Linked DNA regions of Mus musculus: region 1 is linked to region 2. Evidence: chromatin contacts called from public Hi-C data. All regions are on one chromosome and are shown on one strand. The core of a region is the stretch at or near the end of the contact, and the rest is flanking DNA. Distances in the headings are between cores, read along the strand shown. Region 1 overlaps Sytl2 (synaptotagmin-like 2). Region 2 has its middle 17 kb from the start of Ccdc83.

What was found. Hi-C and Micro-C count contacts between places; a contact is called where the count stands out from the background.
Region 1: a contact with region 2 is called in a Hi-C map of pro-B cells, with 2.4 times the contacts expected there. The contact joins two enhancer-like sites. A contact is called at or near these places in 4 of 15 datasets of contacts at CTCF or cohesin (CD8 T cells, the NIH/3T3 cell line, large pre-B cells and 1 more), 156 of 484 Hi-C or Micro-C datasets (the AML12 cell line, the AtT-20 cell line, B cells and 86 more), 14 of 115 datasets of contacts at active chromatin or transcription factors (CD4 single positive thymocytes, CD8 T cells, T-cell acute lymphoblastic leukemia and 11 more) and 3 of 9 other capture datasets (adipose tissue, liver and pancreatic islet).

The regions. Positions count from the first base shown.
Region 1 is chr7:90,392,962-90,399,946 of GRCm38.p6, forward strand. It overlaps Sytl2 (synaptotagmin-like 2), which reads left to right. Exons shown (of 20, transcript NM_001368878.1): 13 at 2,202-2,321; 14 at 3,513-3,682; 15 at 6,223-6,325. Among named protein-coding and RNA genes, the nearest start is that of Ccdc89, 30 kb to the right of the region's middle. Within about 2 kb of position 4,115, at least 6 of the 459 cell types and tissues checked have an H3K27ac peak or open chromatin away from gene starts, as enhancers often do. A contact at or near this core is called in pro-B cells, where this site is marked.
Region 2 is chr7:90,278,267-90,285,610 of GRCm38.p6, forward strand. No RefSeq gene overlaps it. Among named protein-coding and RNA genes, the nearest start is that of Ccdc83, 17 kb to the left of the region's middle. Within about 2 kb of position 2,840, at least 33 of the 459 cell types and tissues checked have an H3K27ac peak or open chromatin away from gene starts, as enhancers often do. A contact at or near this core is called in pro-B cells, where this site is marked.

The sequences.
Region 1 (6,985 bases), core at 2,865-5,364, 120 kb after region 2:
CTGATTGCCCTGCTGGTAACCACTGTACCAGAACCATGTAGGAGCATAACTATGCTCTGCAACTTATCAAGTTCAGAATATGTACCAGGAACTCAATACTCCAGCTAGTTTCCAAATACCCAGAAACCACTACAAGGTGGATCTAACACTTTACCTGATGTCTTTTGACCTAGTAAGATCTCAGTTTCTTGCTGTCACATGATTAGAAGCCTGTGGTCTATAGTAAGATATTTCCAGTTCTGGCTAAAAGCTATATTGTTGTACTACCAGAAACAGATAGATTCTTTACGTTCAGTGAGTCTGGTTTTTGACTATATACCATATGAGGTTATTGGGACTGAATGGCCTAATGCAAAGAAAACACATATCACAGTGCCTGGAACATAGTGAACACTCAGTAAAGGTTAGAATCTGTGATTTTAGATTTTGCCCTAATTTCTGAGGGGGAAATAGAAGGCTTTATACTCAAGCAATCTTCTTAGAAGACAGGATGTGTGCAAAATTCTGAGCAAGATGTAAATAGCACCCTACTCCCATCCTGAGTACCCTTTTCTCCCTTAGGGACTTTGGAGAAACAGCACCTGCAAATATTTGGTCCTTGCAGATGTTTAAGAACCCTACACTACAGTTTGGGAAAAAAAAATCACTCATTTTGTGAGTAGAACTAACTCATTAGCTGGATGCTAGCCAGCATAAACTCCACACAATTTCTGTCATTTAGGCCTTTTGAGGTCTGTTCTGGTCTTAGGTGGTCATAGGAATGAAACATATAATGAGAGGTGAATTGTCCCGGTATATATTTGTTAAGTGTCTCCTTCAGTTTTAACCTGCTGGCTCAGCCCTTAATGGGACATTTGGCTTTGTGCATCAGAGGTGTCGGAATGAAATGGTATCACTTTACCTTTCTGAGCGCGGAGGCTTGACCTGCAGAGGATGCACTGGTGAAATCAGCCCTTGCCCCTCTATCAGCTGCCCCTGAGTGCTAGCTATGTGAAAAATGCTGCACCAGGCCCTTCCCCATAACTTATTAATGATCTAGTATACCAGTAGAAGATATAATGTGTTCTGAGAGGGGAATGGATTGTTTAGTGTGTGGGAAGGGAACGTAACATCAGAGATATTTAAAAGGTATGGATTTAAAAAAAAAGTCCTTGAAACAAGATTCTTTTCTCTTCCATGTAAGTCATTAATTTTTTTTCTTTAACTCCTTCATTAATCTGCATTATAATTGACATCTATGATGTTGGTGTGTAATCGCATGATCCTGGAATATGCTGGCATGAACTAACTACTCTTCCACAGCCCTGGAGCCATTGTGCAGCTCCATAAGCCCTGCATTCCCCAAGTAAAATTGTTATGGATGATGAACCTTATAAGACAACTTTCCACAAGCTTTAACTATAAATGCAATTGAATTCCTCACTGCTGTTTTCCCTCCTTGTTCTGAGTAGATGTTCCTTGGGATGTATTTAAAATTAGTATCCTATGCTTTTTAAGTTTTAAAGCCATATGTTGAAAGTTAGTGAATGAATAATTTAAAAGACTTCAGCAACAAATGGATGAATACAACAACACTATAGGTTACATAAGTGGGGCTTTACACTTAAAAATATAAAATGGAATTGAAACTCGTCAGATTAGCTCTTATTATTCCTAGTTTAATGGTATCTTTGGCAAAAGATTTTGATTTTTAAGAAAGCTAAAGCTAAAATATTAAGAATGAAAAGACTTAAGCATGGTATTTTATACTTTGGATTTCATAGATGTTTTATGATATATATAATATATATCATATGCACATATATATATATATATATATATATATATATATATATATATATATATATATATATACCTTCTCTAGGGAATGTAAATATATTGAAAGAGCTACAAGAAAGCTCACAGTGGCGCTGTTTTCCATAGGTCCTGGGGGTCACACAGTGGTAAAAGATCACTTTGCCATCCTCTTAGCACACTGCTCTCTTAGGTGAAGTTCACTGCAGACCACCACTCCATCCAGAATCCCCAGCAATTAGCCCCTAGCATCCATTGCCTTTGGGAAATGTCACAGACCAGTGTGTAATAAGATACCATCCTCGCCTGGACATAGATTCTGACGTTGACTCATTCCAAACTTAAAATATTCTGACCTTGACTCATTCCAAATATAAACACTGCATATGTGATGTGATGTCTTGTAGAGCGATGACAGAGAAACAGACACAGCATCAGAGAGCAGCTACCAGCTCAGGAGATACAAGAAGAGCCCCAGCTCATTAACCAATCTTAGCAGCTCCTCTGGCATGACGTCCTTGTCCTCTGTATGTAAACAAAGGCTCCATCTTAATCTCTCTCTGCTGCTCTAAACTTTGCTCTTCTATGCCCTTGCTCACTGGAAAGTAGCCTTTTGTCTTAGCTCTAAAATGTCGTTTTTCTTTAATTTCTAATTACCTTCCAGCTAGCTATATATTCCAATTCTCATAGAATGAAGGGTTTAATGTACATTATAATTTAAAAAAAAGTTTTTGATGTGCTTTAAAAATGGCAACAATATGAACCATTCTTTTTTTTTTTTTTTTTTAACAAACAAGAGTAGCTATTACAGAACCTGCTTATCTCGGACATGACTTTATATACAACTTGTCGACACACAGTTGTACCTGTCTTTAGATCAAGTCTTGTGAGGAATGGGATGGCATTCCATTGCCTTCTGGGAGGATCCAGAACAAGCTTTTAAATGGAAAGCTCCCAAAGTAAAGTGAATGTGATTATACGGAACTTCTCCCATAAATTAAGGCAGCTCATGTGGTGTCCATATAGAAATACACATGTGAAATGCCATTGGCATGCATTTCTTTAAATAGTTTTCTACTATCCATACACATTCATACAGCTCACTAGGTATACTAGACAAATGGCGCCATGCTTAAATTCTTACTAGCCTTGTATTTCTGAAGCCCTTTTAAAAAATCTATTTAAATTGATTTCCACCTCCCTGATAATCTATGTATGCCTTGGGAAGGCTCTAAGTTCCCTTCATCAATCATAGATAGTCTACCCTTCCTGAACTCTGAAAGCGCAAGGCTCAGCAAGCATTTCTCTAGATTCAGAGGATAAGGAACAGGGTAAAATTCCTTTGTAGTGTCATGGAATTTTAAGCGATGTGTCACTGTGATTTGTGCCTGGAGTTTCTCGCATCCTTTTTCCTTTGGCATTTTAAACACTAAGCATGGCTAACAGAGAATGCCACCTAGTGTAAAACCACCGTTTTGAGATGAACTCGCACCTAAATAACTTTGTGTTGCACTATTATCTGTCACTTAGCAACAGTTAAAGCCCAGGCATCTGTATCATGTCAGATCACCTGTGTTGGTATTGCCTTCTGCCATATCAAATTAGCTGGTTTTACATGCAAGCTGGAAGCATAATGCCAAGCAGAGACTGTGTGCGAGCCACTTGCACTGGGGTGTCAGGAATGCGACATAAACACTGCCTATTTCTGATGCACCCAGGCGAGTGGCAGTGTGATGAGCGTTTACAGTGGAGACTTTGGCAACCTAGAAGTGAAAGGAAGCGTGCAGTTTGCACTCGACTACGTGGAGTCCCTGAAAGAGCTGCATGTGTTTGTGGCCCAGTGTAAGGATTTAGCAGCAGCAGATGTTAAGAAACAGCGCTCAGATCCGTAAGTACAGACCTGGGAAGACTCGCCCATTTTTTTTCTTAGTCTTCAGTCAATCTGGTAGGGATTCAAGAAATCAAAGCCATCAATGACAGGGTCTGTGTGTGCTTGTGTTTACAGGGGTCTTTGAAAAGTTGGTTACTTTTTATAAACCCATATGCCAAACATTCGATTATAAAAAAGATACAGAGAAGCGCTAAATACTTCAGTTTGGGGACTTTGGAGGCATTGCTTGAGACAAAGATTAGAGACAAGTACACCATAAAGATGGATTCAGAGGCAGCAAAATCCAGAATAAAATCAGACCCCTGCTCCTCCTGGCAGACTTTCAAACTTTTTCTAAAATTAGAGACCTAAGGGACAGACTTCATAATGTTCATTGTTGTGAAAACACTTAAGACTTAATAATAAAGTAGTTCCCATATTTAAATTATGCCCTACACAGCCAAGTGTAGTGACACACATCTGTAACCCCAGCTGGAGGATGGTAAGTTAGAAGTAAGCTTCTGGTGTCTCAAAACAAATGAATAATAAATTCAGTTAAGTCTGGCATGGGAACGTTAGGAAGAGCTGCTAATTCATCTTTTAAATCACGTGAGTGAGTACATTTCAGTTTGTTTGAAGGTTGGCCTTTGAAGAAGTCTGATTTGTGACCGTTTCTCTGGGTTATTCCCGGTTGGCTTTTGTTCTTATTTGATTTCAAAGAGCAATGCACTGTTTTATTACAGAGTAGAGTAGACAATCATATCCATTCTAAATATAACCCCCTAAAAGTTAAAAGGTGCTTATATACATCAAATGCTGAAACATTCCCTTTTTATATTTTTAGACATGTAATTTTACTTTTAATTTATGAGTGCTTTGCTTGCATTGTATGTGTCTGAACCAAATGAGAGCCTGGTGCCAACAGAAATCAGGAGAAAAAACAGAGCCACTATAACTCAAGTTGAACATGGTTGTGAGCTGCATGTTGGTACTGGGAACCAGCCCAGATCCTCTGAGACAGTGAAAGCACTCTGAACCACTGAGCCATTTCTCCAACCCCATTTCTTCTTTCTAAAAATAATTTTTATTTATCCTTTGACAATTTCATACATGTGTATATATAGTACATTTCGATCTTATTCTCTCCTCCCCCATCCCTGTCTCTTGTCCCTTTTTCATTCCTATGGAACCTTTCTTTATCCCAATGAGTTATCTTCCCAATCACAAGTATTTCTATAAAAACAAAACAAAACAAAACAAAACAAAACAAAACAAAACACGAGCTTAATTAGGGTTGCTCATGAGATTTTAAATATGGCTTGGTTATTGCATCATGGGTAGTTGAATATTGGTAATTTTATCATGGCTGCACCCTTGAAGAAAAATAACTCCTCCTTCCCCATCAACCATTAATTGCCAATAGCTCCTCAACTAGGGGTAGGGCCTCATGTTTCCTTCCCATACGCCTCCTGGAATGTTGATGTTTTCCATCTTGTATAGGTACCCACAGCTGCCGTGAGCTCATGAGGGTTATCCCGTGTCATGTCCAGAAAAGTGCTTAGCAGCACTCTTCTTCATCCTCCATCTCTTATATTCTTTCTGCCCCTCTTCCTCCAGTGTTGCCTGAACTTGGGGGTTAAGGAGATTGATAGAGGTGACCCATTTAGGGATAGACACGCAAAGGTCTTGTTCTCAGCATTTTGACCAGTTATGAATCTCTGCACTAAAAAACGTCCCACTGCGAAAGGAAGCTCCTCTGACCAAGGCTAAGGGAAGCACTGATGTATGGCTATAAACACAAACATTTAGAAGGCAGTTTGATAATATGTTCATTTAGCAAAATAACAGTGGTAGGTACCCCCAGGAATACCACCATAAAATTTTGAGCAAGTTTACCCAGGTATGAGTTATGACCTATGAAACAGACCTCAACTCCAATCAGAAAGTGGTTGGTTACCCTATGACATCTATGTTACTGCTGCATTAGTGAGCTTGTCTGGCTTGTCAGTATTATAGCATGCAGGGTACACGGGTAAGCTCGCTGATTACTTTTCTCTCCTGGTAGCTTATATGGAGCACCTTGCAATACTGTGAAAGCTAGCCAGTGAAGTAAATTTCCAGGTCAGTTTCAGCTTTGTTCCTCTCTGCCCTGCCACCAACGTGGGTGGTGTATTTAGGCAGTTAGGTCTTAGTACATAGCTCTAGTGGCCAACCAAGACCAATGTCAGCAGCCCATGTTATTCAGAGGTGCAGCTCTGAGACCCCTCTGACCAACAATTTAGATAATCCACATCTGGCAGTAAGATTTTTTTTTTCACTTAATAACTTGTGGCTTCTAGGGGGTGGCTTCATTAAATCATTCATTCTACTAAGATCTCTTAATCCACTTAAACATTTAAAAATATAAAGGTGTGGACAGAAACATTTCTTTTTTACTGTTTTTATTGACACCACAGGATAATTTCTGCTCCTAATTTTCTATGTGTTATAAAAGGTAGATGTGAACATATCACTTTTGTCTTCTCTGACTTTCACATCTCTCCATGTTTCTCTTTTAGGTATGTAAAGACCTATCTGCTACCAGACAAAGGCAAAATGGGCAAGAAGAAGACACTCGTAGTGAAGAAGACCTTGAATCCTGTATACAACGAGATATTGCGGGTATTTCTAAATTCTGTCCACAGACAAAGCTTTGTGATGACCTGGGGAAATAGTCACGTCTGCTTGGATGGTGTCAGTACTGAAAATGTCAGCACCCCAGCCTCAACCGCCATTTTCTTTTTTCCAGTCACAGTGTGTTCCTTTCTAAAATTCAGCAGAAGTTCTTCTTCTTCACATTCTCACATTTTCTGTTCCTTCAGGCTGGAATGGTCTTCTTCCTAATCCTTTCTTAACTGTACCTTAAGCTACTCTTAAATACTTCTACCACAGCAACCATAATTCCTCTAATGACAACTGACTCCCTAGTCTTATGATGGCCTGTGTCAACATTTAGTCCGTTAACCTTGACAGTAAGGGTTAACTTCCATAAGGGTAAGGACGAATTCTATGGTTCGTATAGACTGTATAACACTCTGGCGCCTCAGATCTCAGAAATGAGGCAAATGGTAATTTCCATATATACCCCTTTTACAAACCGCAGACTAGACATTAATGAGTTAATGCCCCACATTAGACATTTAACACATACTGACCCACAGCGCAGTGTTTAGTGTAGGGAGCAGCACAGGAATGTTTATTGGAAAGATGGACAGGTGGGCTGTAAGCGGAAAGTTGCCTTGCTCACATACGTTCTTTGTCTCCCAACATGGGATGTCATGT
Region 2 (7,344 bases), core at 1,590-4,089:
TTGTGCACTATGTTTTGAAACCAGAGGAAACGGGAGTTTGTGGTCTGTTCCTTCCACCTCATGTGGATTTCAGTATACTGTTTACTTTTTACGCAGCATCCTAGCTGAGAAGACCATGGCCAATGAGCCATACTATATGCTATTCCAGTGAAATGAGATGCCCAGGAAAGGCAAATCCATGTAGACTTCTGCTGTGGGGCCTCCGTCAGGGCAACCGCATGGAGAGAGGCTGTCCAGGTGAACATAGAGAATCTAAGAGCCACTGAATGGTACAGAAGAGCAAATGCTTTTGGGTCCTGATGTTGAAAGGTCCTTCTTTGGCTCAGCTCATCTATTAGTGAGGATGGCCTTTGTTGTCAAGCAGCTATGTTGAGGAAATGCCCCCCCCCACACTCCCACCCCCGTATTGGCATGGCCAACAGTCCAAAGGATATAGTTCACCTTCATTCATAAAATGAATCCATTAGGGGTTCCTTACAGAAAGGTGGATGACTCTTGGCTGGCTGAGTTTCCCCAAAATTGCTGCTCACCCTGCCCCCACTCCCTAAGCCCCCATTTTAATATATCTCCAAGTCACAGAGGCCATGATGTAAATTTGAGTCTGGATTGCTCCCCAGTGTTAAATAAATGGTAGCTACAGACAGAGGTGGTATAAGCTACAGGCAAAACCAGACTCTGGGAAAGATGGGCACACTCCATCCTTGCCCTGAGCTAGGATTCTGCTGGCCTTGCCAAACCTGGGAGGCGTGGGTTATTTTTTATTGCATGTGCTAGAAAACAGCTAAATAGTAGTTTGCTGCAAGTCGGGGTGACTCTGGCTAAGACGGGGAGCAAAGGCAGTATTAGCCAGCCTTCATCTTTACTGCCCCTTCCTTAAGACAGATCCTCGTCTTCTGACTTGATTGAAGATCTGACTGCATGTCCCATCTAGCTTTCTTGACCCCAGTTCTTTCTCTGCATTGTGCCAGAGACTCCATCCCTTGTTTATAATCTCTGTGGCTTCCCACAGGGCCAGGAGCAAAGAGTTCCGGATGTGACTGGTAAGGCTCTTGGCCATCTTGCTTACGCAGTCATGAAAGTCACCCTGGCCCATGCTGCGGTTAACAACTGGCATCCTCTAGATGGGCATCCTAAGTTGGGGTCTGTGTGTGAGTAGCTTTATTGGGAGGTACTCTCCAAAAGTTAGGAGAATGGGGAAACAAGAAAGGTAGAGATGGCAGAGTTTGTTGATGAACAAGTTCTCTAGAGACTGGATAAAAAGGGGTTGGTTTTGATAGGACTCTGGGACATAGCTCAGTAGGCTGGGTAGTTAGGTCACACTCACCATGTGCTGGAGACTGCTCCCGAGGGTGCTGACTGTGAGATGCTTAGAGCGTGCAGAGGCCAACTATGCCCTTGTACCTCGTGGGCCAGGGAGGTCTGTAACCAGCACTGCCAGAAGTGGTTGCTAGAAGAAGCCCTTAGCTTGCATGGTGAATTCAAAGAAAAATATGTGTGTGGGAGGGCGGGGGTTGGGGGATGAGGGAGCCCACCACAACGCTCAGAACCGGCTTCTCCCTTCTGTAGTGTTCCTGGTCTTATGACAGCTGTGTGTAAAATTACTCATTTTTGGTTAGTATATTAAAATAATGGGTTTCATTGTGACATTTTGTATTCACACACACACACACACACACACACACACACAGAGATTATATACATATACACTGCCCCTGCTCATGTAGACCTGGCTCCCCTGGAACTCGCCCTATAGACCAGGTTGGCCTCGAACTCACAGAGATCTCCCTGCTTCTGCCTCCTGAGTGCTGGGATTAAAGCTGTGTGCCACAACCATCTGGCCTAAACTGGAACTCTGTATCCTTCTACCTCTACCTCCAGGTGCTGAGATTACAGACGAATCAGAGTGTGCCGGCGTGTCTGGCACTGCCTACTGGTCCCTCAATGTCTGGTGCCACTATTAACTCAAATCAAGCCAGAAGTAGACTGCCAAAGACCCCCTCATGCCTGAATGACCCCAAATGTCCTTGGAGCACAGTTGCTGAGCAGCCCACTGCATCTTGAGTATCATTGGACAACCCGGCCGGCATGATATGTCTGGAAATGAACCCTGAGTTATACCGTGAGCATCGGGCTGGCAGCCACTGAGCTGCGGAAGTGATCAGAGCATGGCCCGGTGGCTTGAAAGAGGTGCTGAGCAGTTTGAGAGTGCCCAGAGCAGGAAGGGTAGGGACCGTGACAACAGAGGAGAGTTGATAAAAGGAGCCAGGAAAGGGAACATGAAAAATCCCACAGGCCTGTCCAGTCTTCTAGGCACAAGGTCTTAAGACCCTGGGCTGAGATTTTGTAACACTGGCCACTGCTAAGGGCTAAGGAGATAACCAAAGCCCCCACAGAGACTAACAGTAGAGGGCGCCACTTCCTACTACTCCCCCAGCTCAGCTACTGCTCTCTGCTGTCATATCCCGAGGGCGACAAAGGCTCCTGGAGACAAGCAGTTGAAGTCTGTTGCATACAGGTGATTTCCATCAACTAGAACGAAACAAAATCAAAAACCTTCCAACTAGCCAGGTAGCCTGTGCTACTGAAAGTAGGCAAGGAAGGCCACACAAGGGTAAGTTCTTTGGGTCTAAAGTACGGTAATAGAGGGGACAGCACAGGGGGAGAGCTGACTGAGGGAGACTGGGCAGCCTCTTTAGTAATTTTGTATTTTTCTGCAAGCCTAAGAGCAATCACCACGTTGTGCTTGAGTTCGAGAAAACGATCTATAAAGGCAAGCAGGCTCAGCCAGTGCCGTTAGAGAGGCTTTCAGCTGTCTGGCTGTATAACCAAGAACAGGTGGGGCGGATGAGGCTGGTGTCAGAGAGATTAGCCTCCTTCTGTGAGCACCAGGGCTTTCTCAGCCCAAAGCAAGACCAAGAAAGACCAATGAGGAAAGATTGGGTTTGGGGTGAGGACTGGAGGCTGGGAGGCAAGACGGGAGGAAAGAGTGCAGAGCCAACGTGGCTAACAAACTTCTGGCCTGTGTGTGACAGTTTTGATATGGAGTCACTAGACTGGTCAGGGGCAGGACCCACTAAACTAACCAGTCTAGTGGGCAGGAGCCACGTTAGTGAGTGGATTATAAAATGTTTATGTCCTTTTTTTTCTTTTGAGACAGGGATATCTCTACATAGCCCAGACTGTCCTGGAATTCATGGTTTTTTACATGTGTCAAAATTCATGATTATTATATGTGTGAAGAAATCTTCACCATGTATCTTCCAAAGGAAATAGTTGTGTATGGCACATAGAACATTTATATCCCCAAACAGTACCTTCCTTCCTACCACCCTACGTCCACCTTTCTTCACAAATTCTGTCCCACTGACTGACCGCATTTGAGAAGAAATGCTCGATTACTTTTCATTTGCATAACTCCCCTCTCCAGGTGGTTGTTAGAAGTTGGCAGGCTTCCATAAGTATGGGGCCATGACCTCTAAGGCTTAAACCAATACTTCCCAACCAGAGTGACTTTTGTCTCCTAGTGCCCATGTGGCAATATCTATAGATGTTGAACACTGTCATGACTGAGCAGGGGGAAGCGGGCATTCTCATAAATATCCCACAATGCACAGGGCAGTTTTCCACAGCAGCTGCTCTGAGGTTAAGCCCCTGGTTTAGACAGACCAGTTACACAAGAGCCCCGATTGTTATGAGCTAGCAGAGAATGAAGGGGAAAAACTGTTGCATGTCATTTACCCGATCCACACCTGGTCCTACAAACCGCCAGAGGTTTGCTCTGAGGGAGGGTTAGCCATTGGAATGTGTCCCACCAACGTGGAATAGTGGGCTTGGAACGACTTCGGTGAGGCCCTTGCATCATCAGAATTTAATGTGATTGCAAGCAGTGTCAAGAGACATATGATTTACCTGCTCTTCCATCTTTTTTTTTTTTAAAAGGCTGTCCTAAGGATGATGTGAGAAGTGTATTGGTGTGCTAGTATTACCACAGTTAAACAATAGAATTGTAAGGTTCTCCCAGTGCCGGAGGCTGGGAGTCCAGATCTGCGTACACTCAAGGTCATGCTTGCTGAGGGCTCTTTTCCTGACTTGTGCATGACTGGCTTCTCCCTGTGTCCGTATTCATGACCCTCCTTCTATGCAAGCAGGGGAGAGAGGGCCTACACGCAAGTCACATGTAGACAGGGGTGGGGCACACAGGACTAGTGCAAATAATTATGGGATATAATGATGACTAACTTTGGTGCCTGTTTTTATTAAATGGAAAGAGAGAAAAATTAAGTTTGTTGAATACTTGAGAAGACCATTTCTAATTTACTACCTACCATACAGCAAGGAGAAAACAGGAAAAAAACAGAGTATAAACAATTTTTACAATAGTGAATCTGTGGAGTGGCTAGAGAGAAGTCATTTCTGGGAGTTAAAGTGCCGGTGTCTTTGTATTTACGTCTGTCAGCTAAGAATATATTACACAGCACTTCTGAAGGGTCTAAAGTCACCATAACACATTGGAGGCAACGATTTTTTTTTAAAGGTAAAACTAGATTTGCTTTAAATCTAATATGTAATATGTATTATATGTGTTATATTTACTACCTGGAAATGTTTTCTTTTTTTTCTGAAGCGTTGTTTGTGTTTTATGTGGTTTTCCTGCATGTAAGTATGTGCATGTACACAGTGCCCTTGGGTGTTGTAAGAGGGAGTCTGATCCCCTGGGAAGGGAGTTACAGACAGCTGTGAGCTGCCCTGTGGTTTCAGGGAATCAAGCCCAGTCCTCTGCAAGGGCAGCCAGTGCTCTGATCACTGAAACATCTCTCTCTCTCTCTGTCTCTTTCTCTCTGTCTCTCTCTCTGTCTCTCTCTCTCTCTCTCTCTGTCTCTCTCTCTGTCTCTCTCTGTCTCTCTCTGTCTCTCTCTGTCTCTCTCTCTGTCTCTCTCTCTCTGTCTCTCTCTCTGTCTCTCTCTGTCTCTCTCTCTCTGTCTCTCTCTGTCTCTCTCTCTCTGTCTCTCTCTGTGTCTCTCTCTGTGTCTCTCTCTGTCTCTGTCTCTCTCTGTGTCTCTCTCTGTCTCTGTCTCTCTCTGTCTCTGTCTCTCTCTCCAGCTCCTATACATGTTCCCCTTTCCCTTTAAAAATTGCAAGTATTTAGAGGATATTTATCAAGGTCATGGTGCATGTGTACCCTAAGAATCTTGGTGTGCTAGAGACTTATTTGTTTTTTGTCTTTTAAAAATACAGTATTTTTATTCATTCTCTGAGAACATATATGCCTTCAATATATTTTGGTAATATCTCCTCCCCCCTCAGTATTTCCTTTAATTCCTCCTAGGACCACCCTAAAAACTTACCAGTAAAGGGCCTGGGATAAAATGTTGGAAGAAGACATTACATGTGTCAGAACCCATGTTAACAGTTGATTACCATTTTTTCCTAATACATCATTATCCTCATTACAATTCACGTATCTCATAGTCCCATAACCTAATTATACATGCTAATACAGAATATATATGAGAGTCCCAGGCTGAGGTAGGGAGAACCTCTGCTCTCCACTCCAGGCAACTGAAGTTCTTTGAGAAAGCCAGAAAAGGTAGGGTTTCAGGGCAGGGGAGAATAGGACCAAGTTGAAATTCTATGTTAAGTAAAGGCTTTGGGACAGGGCAGGGAAAGGGTCGGGGGTTGGAGTGTAGAGTCTGTGTGTGGCCCCTTCCCTGAACAGGTCATTTGTTGCTATGCACTCTTGCAGGAGCAAGGTTGTCCTGCCTCTGTGTAGTCCCTTGTAGAGTTGGGGCACAGGTGTTGGTCCCCCTTGAGTATCATCCCTCGTGGGATGGCTATAGTGCCTACTCAACCTTCGTAGTTCCTTTCATCAACATGAGTTATAGGCTTGCATCTATGCCTGCCCTTGCATAGGTGGCCAGGTACCAGGCCTGTCTCTGTGATGTCTACTCCAGAGAGTGGCTCAGACCAGATTTCTATGTCACAGAACACTGTGCGTTCTGATCCAAAGTTTCTTGCCTACTCAGAGGCATTCTGTGGGCCAGATCTCAGAGTGGTCCAGTGATATCTGCTCTGGGTTCTCTCAGTAAACCAGGCAGACCAGGACCTCTGCTTCTGAGCTGAGTCCTCGACTAGCCTGCTTTCCAAAATTCCCTTTCTCTCTTTGTAACTGAGACCACTGTTTTTCTGCTAATACCCATTTCTGAGATGGCAGTTGTCCAGCTGTTGTTTGCTCCCTAGAGATCCTAGCAGTTTGTGCCTGGCTGTCACCTGCCACCTTTTTTTTCTCCCGTTTTTGTTTGTTTTATGATGTTTTTGAAAAAAAAAAAAAACTAAGCCACCAAAAACTCTCCAGAGTGATACATGAATTGTTTTTGTATTTTGGATAAGATTTGACTCCGTTTTTAAAACAAAAATACCGAAAGTATCGATTTTCCCTTAATTGGCTTCTGTTTGAGGACTTATTTCTTAGCTCTTTTCCTTCCCCCTCGGAATTTTGAGGACTTATTTCTTAGTTTTTTTCCTTCCCTCTTGGAGTTTTGCACACTGGCGTGACAAATGTGTGACAAATGGCCGTCACTGCTGAAAACTCCACTCCTCAAATTCAAATATTTGCCGAGCTTATCTATTCCAAAACTGACAGATGCTTTCTATCTTTTGTTTGCTTTTTAGCTGACGTCCCTTATATGTCTCATCTTGGTGAACTTAGGCCTCTTTCTGGAGTGACTGCTTAAGCACACTGTGACTGAATCATATATTCCAGCACGGCTCACCAGCCAGTAGCTCTGCTGTTGCTAACTGACTTACTGATTTACAAACGCTCACCATCAGTACCTGTCTTGGGTCCAAGCTGAGACCCGTGAATGAGACCCAGAGACACAGAACTGAAAGCTAAGCAATAGCCACACATACTTGAGTTTGGGGAAGAGCTCTGAGGCAGACCATCTTAGCTTTATTTCTCCTAAAAAGTTGATCTAAGACATCGTATAAAGGTAGCTTAGACCGGAAGTGATCCCAAGAAGCCGGTCAGAAAGTGAAACAGGAAAAGGTGTGCTGGTGGGTGGGTCCTGTTGTGAGCAACAAGAATTCCACCTGATTTCTGATATCCTGAGCGGTCGTTTAGACAAACTTCAGGGTTGTCCCGTTGAGGGATAGGGTAGTTAGGGGATCCTTGGATTCTTGTCTTCATAGTTTGAAAGACACTTCTGAGAAACTTGTGTCTTCCTAGAGGAGAGGCGTGTACACAGTGAGATGTGTACACAAGGACTGACCCCGCACTGCCGACTGGACGAGGTGATGTGTCCAGAGTATCACTCTCAATAGAGAGTGAAGGATCTTTGATGTGAT